Linked DNA regions of Oryctolagus cuniculus: region 2 is linked to region 1. Evidence: chromatin contacts called from public Hi-C data. All regions are on one chromosome and are shown on one strand. The core of a region is the stretch at or near the end of the contact, and the rest is flanking DNA. Distances in the headings are between cores, read along the strand shown.

Region 1 (3,565 bases), core at 631-3,130:
ACTCAGAAGACAGCTAAAGTAAAAATCAGAGGTCACCTACCTCCCTATGAGACAATCTGAAAACACACACATCAGTTCCTGCAGCCATTCTGTTTCAAAGTTGTTTCATGCGCTCTTTTCTCTATAAAATGGAAACCAGTGATGTGTCTTAAGAAACATTTCAGAGTAACTGAGAAGTTTCTCAATTTATTCTAATGGCATGAGTTGTCATTGGCCAAGAGAAAAGCAAGCGAACCTTGGGAAACTAGAAGAGAAGGAAAGACTCACAAAGAGAGAGAAAATGGTACAGGAGAGTTCAAGCAAGTTTTTTGACTGCCTGGGTGTCCAGGAAATGGGTTGCTGTCCGGGATCTCTCAGGAGGACTTCATTAGCTGGGAGAAACCGCCAGGACACAGAATTGCCACAGTCCTGAGTGACACCCTGGGAGAGCCGGGGATCGGGCTGGGGCTATTTCTTGGCAGGGGTGAAGGCCTTTTGCTCTGTGAATTATGCAGCCTCCTTGGCTGAAGACGAGGTGGTTTACCACATGCAGACACCCAGCGCTCACCCACCAGGGGCACGACTTGGAGCTGGGTATTTCTTTCATGAATCACAGAGCCGCAAAGAAAGTAAGCAGGCACCTTTGGGGGTGGAGGGAGCGGTGAGAGCAAATATCGAGTGAGCAGCACCTCTGTGGGGCAGGCACTGTCCGGACTTTTAGGAACTTTTAGTCCTGGTGGTATTAGCTCCATTCTATGAATGAAGGAATCAAGGTTTCGGGCCTTAAGCTGAGGCCGCATGGCCAGGACTTGAAGGCAGGCAGTCTGGCTCTCCCTGCTCCATGAGTCCATTTCCTTACATTAATGCCAGGAAAGGGGACAGAGGGAGGAGGAGGAGGAGGAGGAATAGGAAAAAAGTGAAGGGCAGGGTAAGTGGATCCTATGAATACCGGTTACTGTGAGCCTTGGAGCCCGGCGCTCCTGAGTCACAAGCAGTCCTTTCTTCCTGCTGGGAGAGGAGAGGGGAAGCCAGGCGCAGCCAGCCTATTTCTATACAATGTGGTAACACTGTTGAACAGGAAAATCCAGTGGTGCTTGACAGAGACCCGTGTGTTCCTAAGCACATCCTAAAACGTGGAAAGTTACTGAGCTGAAGTGGCTCACCATGAAGGCACAGGCTGCTTCAGACCAGCCACTGTGGATTCCATTGTCACTTGCCTTCCATAAAACTGGCCTTGTTTTTACAAGAGTGTTCCGCAAAAGTGAAATTTAAACAAACTCAACCCCTCACAAGGCTGGGGCTCTGTTGTTTGTTTCAGAGACCGTAGAGCACTCGGGCTATCTATCCGTTACAGAAAAGAATTAAGCCTTGCCATTAAAAACTACACCAAAAATTATTTCAACTTCTGCCGGATGTTTGAAAGTTTTCCCAATGGAATGGATGGAAAAAATATTCCACTAAAAGGCGCAGAATGATGACTAATCTCCTATTTGTGCCAGTTCATTAAGTTGTCTAATGGCAACGATGGAAAATAAATGCTTTTAGCCCGTACACTTTTGCTCGAGAAACGACTGGCGAGCAAGTGCGTTCTCCCAGAGACGCAAGAAGCGGGTCCCCAGGAATTCGAGAGTGGCGGGGAATTCTGGAGGACCCGGGAGCTACTCCGTGCGGGAGGGAGGAGACGTACCACTGGGTGGGCCACCTCCTCCAGCCACTGCAGCGGGAGCGCGGCGGGGGGGGGGGGGGGGGAGTGTGTGTGTGTGTGTGTGTGTGTGTGTGTGTGTAGGGGGAGCGAAACCCAGTGGCCAGCAGTGTACATCCCCCAGCTCTCGGGAGGGTGCTCCCCGGGGTGTGCCAGGGAGCTGGCACCGCCCGGCGGACGCGAGAAGCTCCAGACACAAAGCCAGCGCTGGGGAAAGGGGCGGCCGGGGACCGGAGCGCACATTTGGCTCCGGTGCGCGCCGGCTCCAGGTCCCAGGGATCTACCAAACCCGACAGACAGTTCGAGAGGGGCAGTGAATTCCAGCGGGACGTCCAGGGAGGCCCCTGATATCTGAGTAGGACCCCCTTTGGCCCCAGCGCCGCGGTCCCAGCCGGGACTACCGGCTGCCCCGCCGCGCCGCAGGCTCTGACTTTGCTTTGGGGGAGGAAGATGGCAGATCCGGGAGAAACAAAGGAAACTTGGGCCCAGCCCCGAGAGCGGCGTGTGTGGCTCGCGTGTTTGCCCAGGGTCCTGCGTGGGAGTCGCGGGGCGCCCGTGCGAGCCCGTACGCAGCCCGCTCGGGGAAACACACCCCGGGTGCCAGGAGCCCGCGGCGCCCGCCCACCTGCTGTGGCAGCCGCCCCGGGAGCGTCGGCCCGCTAGCGCCCGGGCGGCGGCGGTGGTGGCGGGGGTGGGGGCTGGGGGCAGGGGGAGGGGGCGGCGGGGAGCCCGGTGGGGGGGCGGGGCGGGCGGCGCCACGTCACGCCTATTGTAGCGGTCCCGGTATATAAGGTCCCGCCGGCGCGCCGCGCTCCCCACCTCGCCTGCGCCCGCCCGGAGCCCGCCGATCCCCGCGCACCCGGCATCCCACGAGACGCGCCGCGCACCGACGGAGCGGACATGTGCAGAGCAATGGTGGCCAGGCTTGGACTGGGGCTGCTGCTGCTGGCACTGCTCCTACCCACGCAGGTGAGGCCCCGGCGCCCGGCGGGGCTGGGGAGCTGCGCCCCGGGTGGGTGGGTGGAGCAGCCCCTCCGGGGCCCAGCCTGCGCCCCAACCTCGGGCCATCGACTAGAAAAGGATCTTTCCTAACTGACCCAGGGGGAAGCAAAACGGGGTCCCTCCTTTGCATTCCCTCGTGCAGGTTGCCCCCGCCCTTCCCGTGGTCCCGGGAACAATGCACCGGTTGAGAGGACCCTGCCCCACCCCAGGGAGCACACCGCCTCCCACCCACGCTCACCCCCAGGTGCCACCCAGGAATAGAGGGTGTGCTCCCCTCTTGCTCCCTTCCCGGGGAGCCCCGGCTCTTGGCGAGGTCCTCACCCCCCACCCCCCACCCCCCGAGCGCCGTTTCCCTCCAGGAGTGTCTTCGCGCTCCCTGCGCGCCACACAAAGAGAGGGGACGGTCCCTTTTGGGGGAGCGCGGCTCCTGCCCCTCCTCCACCGCCGGAGGGGGCTTGGGGATCCGGAGGAAGCCCCTGCCCTCTTGCCCTATCTCCCACCCCCTCCCTCCACCCAGCGCCGAAGCCTGGGCAGGGACCCTGTGCTGACGCCGCGCTCTCTACGGTGCGACCTTATCCGTTCGTCCCTTGTCACCTTAGGAGCCCGGCGCTAGCCTGGACCGGCTCGCTCCGGGGAGGTGGCTTGACGGGACAAAGCCCCCCCCCCCCCCCCCCCGCTAGGCTTTGTCTGGGTCCCCGTCGTCAACCCCTTCTCAGAACCCCAGCGCGGGAGCCTGGAGAGTCGCCGCGCTGTCCCGGGGGTGAATGCGTGGGTGCCCCCGGTGGGAGCTAGAGGGTTTTTTTTTCCGGGGGGTGGGGGCAGTTGGGCGTGGCGGACCCGGGGGTAGGGTGGGGTTGGGTGGAGTGGAGAGGTGACTTTGCA
Region 2 (3,565 bases), core at 636-3,135, 280 kb after region 1:
GGTTTCTGTTAACCGCCATTCTAACTGCAGTGGCATGATGTCTGTTTGCGGTGTGGATCCACATCTCCCTGGTATCTTATGGTATTGAGCACATTTTTTGTGCATTTATTGGCCATGTGGATTTCTTCTTTTAAGAAATTTCTTTTCGGATCCTTTGCCCGCTTCTTAACTGGATTGCTTGGTTTTTGTTGTTGAGTTTTATTCCTTTTATACTCTGGATCCAGATGAATGGTTTTCAAATATTTCCTACAGTCCTTTAGGACTTAACAGCTTCCTGCCTTCAATCGGAGATTAAAGCACAGTAAGACAAAGCAGAGAAATGGACTGAGAAAGGTCACCTACTCAAGGTGTGACTTTCTTCTCTAGTCATCCCTTAAGAAGTTAGGAGCCTCTCAGTTAAAGGCACAGTGCAGGGGCCGGCACTGTAGCACAGCAAGTTAAAGCCCCAGCCTTCAGTGCCGGCAGCCCATATGGGCGCTGGTTTGAGTCCAGCTGCTTCTCTTCCCATCCAGCTCTCTGCTATGGCCTGCTTAGTAGAAGATGGCCCAAGTCCTTGGGCCCCTGCACCCTCGTGGGAGAACTGGAAGAAGCTCCTGGCTCCTGGCTCAGTTCTGGCAGTTGTGGTCATTTGGAGAGTGAACCTGCGGAATGGAAGACCTCTCTTTCTCTCTCTCTCTCTGCCTCTCCTTCTCTCTCTATGTAACTCTGACTTTCAAATAAATAAATAATTTATTTTTATTTATTTTTTTGACAGGCAGAGTGGACAGTGAGAGAGAGAGACAGAGAGAAAGGTCTTCCTTTGCCGTTGGTTCACCCTCCAATGGCTGCCACGGCCGATGCGCTGCGGCCGGTGCACCGCGCTGATCCGATGGCAGGAGCCAGGTACTTCTCCTGGTCTCCCATGGGGTGCAGGGCCCAAGCACTTGGGCCATCCTCCACTGCACTCCCTGGCCACAGCATGCTGGCCTGGAAGAGGGGCAACCGGGACAGAATCCGGTGCCCTGCCCGGGACTAGAACCCGGTGTGCCGGCGCCGCAAGGCGGAAGATTAGCCTATTGAGCCACGGCGCTGGCCCAAAAATAATTATTTTTTAAAAAGGCACAGTGCACTATTCTATGTCTGTGAGATGGAAACCCATGAGCTTTGGATCTCTTCCTTGCTCTTGTCTAACAGAGGGGAGACCAGCCACCAGTGGAACCTCTAGGCTGCAAGATGGCAGCCCTGCAGGACTTTTTTTTTTTTTTTTTTAAGATTTATCTATTTATTTGAAAGTCAGAGTTACACAGAGGGAGGAGAGGCAGAGAGAGAGAGAGGTCTTCCATCTGATGGTTCACTCCCCAATTGGCCACAACGGTCAGAGCTGTGCCGATCCAAAGCCAGGAGCCTGGAGCTTCCTCTGAGTCTCCCACATGGGTGCAGGGGCCCAAGGACTTGAGCCATCTCCTACTGCTTTCCCAGCCCATAGTAGATCGGAAGTGGAGCAGCTAGGTCTTGAACCGGCGCCCATATGGGATACTGGCGCTTCAGGCCAGGGTGTTAACCCACTGCGCCCCAGCACTGGCCCCCCTGCCGGCCTTGTAACAGGCATTTGTCCAAGTTGCCTGAGAGCCAGTTTGAGGCTTAGTGTAAGGGAGGTTGGGGGTTTGCTTTGCCTAATCAGAAAAGCAGGATGGAAAAAAACCCTGAAAAACAGCATCCGACCTTTCCTGCCGAAGTTGGAAGGTCATTGTGCCACTCGAACTACTGTTACAGATTATTCCTGACTATGGAATACGCTTGGAGTTTCTTTTCAAATTTAAATTTCTATTGGAGCTTAACAAAGTGTGTGACTTTCCCCATGGCAACTTGAAGTTAAAAATGTTCCACAAGGCTACAAAAATGGGACTAAGCCTCTTACTCCGGGGGAGGGGGTGACGGCCCTATGAGGATTACACTGAGCTTGCCACTCTGAGCAGGAGGCAGGTGTGAGCTTAGAAGTACATGGTGTCCAGAATATCTGCAGGGAGGGATCAAGGTCGCCCTGTGTTTCTCATCTCAATGCTGGGTCACTGTTAGGAGCACCCAAAAGTCTGATCACACAGCAGCCTTCATTGTAAGACTGGAAGCCTCAGTGACTTTCATAGAAGGTGGTAGAAGCAGGTTCAACAAAACATTTCCAAGCAGGAATGCTTCTCTTGTGGTCCTAGAAGGAGACATTTGCCAGGAAATGATGCTATGATAAGCATCCTATTTGGAAGAGATTCCCTGACTGTTCATGTTTGAATGGTCCTTTTCTTTAAAACACTTAGCCCTTAGGAGGCTTATGGAACCTGGAAATCAGTGTGGCCCGACAGAAAACTCCTTGACATGTGCACAGGTGAAAAAGACAGCGTGGAATAACACACAGAGGTAGAGAGAGAGAGGGGCCTGGGCCAGGAACCTGCAGCTTCTCACGTGCTGCCGATGGGATCCCAGCGTGTCGCTGAACCCTTTGCATCCCATCGGTAAAGCCGGGATGGATGATGGCATCTGTTCTGTGTCCCCCACTGAGTGGGGAACATTTGAGAAAGCTTCACGAGTCATTGACTAAACAACCAATGTCTTACTGTTCCTGTCACAAGGTAATGAGAGTTAGAATCAAATTGTATCCTATTAAGGAAATATGTTTGTAACCAAATTACTTCCTGAGAACTTCATGTTTCCTGGCATGGTCTTTCATTTCTCTCCTAATAGAAAATCTGTCAGGAAACCTATGTTTTCCCGAGCAGAAAATTGCCTGGCCAGTAAATATACTTTAAAGCAGCTCATTTTATGGCCCTCTCCTTTGGTCATCTAGATATGATCTTTTGGAGGAGGTCCCAGCCAGAATTTTTTTTTTTGCAAGGGACAGAAATCCATGCAAGTTCAGTACAAGTAAGAGCCAGCTTGTGACAAAAGCAAACAAAATGAAAAACAGCAGATCAGGTTGCACGCATCTCCAAGGTCCGGTACCCTTCATGCAAACCTCCCCGTCAACCACCACACTGGCCCGGTCAGTATCTACAAGTCTATATGATTTCATGTGTCCAGTGCTGATCAGTGATGTCACCATTTCTGGATCCTTTTTATTTCTTTTCTCCTTCCTTCCTTCTTGCTGGAATGCAGGTGCAATGCTGTTTTTTTTTTTTTTCTTTCCACATCTGCTTCCTTTTTAGCACTTAAAGCTCAGAGTACCTGTCACAAAAGCAATTAGAGGAAGAAACCATGGGGAAGTGTACTTGTATAGATCCCACCTCGGGACAAATTGCTTAATGTCTGAGCCTCAGTTGCCTTATTTGTAAAATAATGGGGAAAATAGTTTTTCCCAACTGTAGTGCCGGATCTAGATGCTCAACATCAGCCATTGTCATTATTCATCTTAGGGAGAGGCAAATTAATGAACCCGAACCAAAGCAGACTGCAGGCTGCACGTTCTGCCACGCGTTCTAAAATGAGATGGACTGTGTTGAGTTTGTCAGGTTTGTTTCCAGAGGTGACCTGACATGGATCTTTAAGGAGGTGATTGATCTGACTCAATGGAGAGCACTCCGTGGCCATGTACAAACCA

What was found. Hi-C and Micro-C count contacts between places; a contact is called where the count stands out from the background.
Region 2: a Hi-C map of an unstated tissue shows a contact between it and region 1, with 4 times the contacts expected there. The contact joins two enhancer-like sites. A contact is called at or near these places in 2 of 6 Hi-C or Micro-C datasets (ear pinna and an unstated tissue).

The regions. Positions count from the first base shown.
Region 1 is chr5:64,249,356-64,252,920 of mOryCun1.1, forward strand. LOC138849628 (a long non-coding RNA gene) reads left to right here. Exons shown (of 4, transcript XR_011388602.1): 3 at 1-1,672; 4 at 2,474-2,576. Among named protein-coding and RNA genes, the nearest start is that of MTRES1, 38 kb to the left of the region's middle. Within about 2 kb of position 1,881, at least 3 of the 8 cell types and tissues checked have an H3K27ac peak or open chromatin away from gene starts, as enhancers often do.
Region 2 is chr5:64,528,701-64,532,265 of mOryCun1.1, forward strand. No RefSeq gene overlaps it. Among named protein-coding and RNA genes, the nearest start is that of QRSL1, 65 kb to the right of the region's middle. Within about 2 kb of position 1,886, at least 1 of the 8 cell types and tissues checked has an H3K27ac peak or open chromatin away from gene starts, as enhancers often do.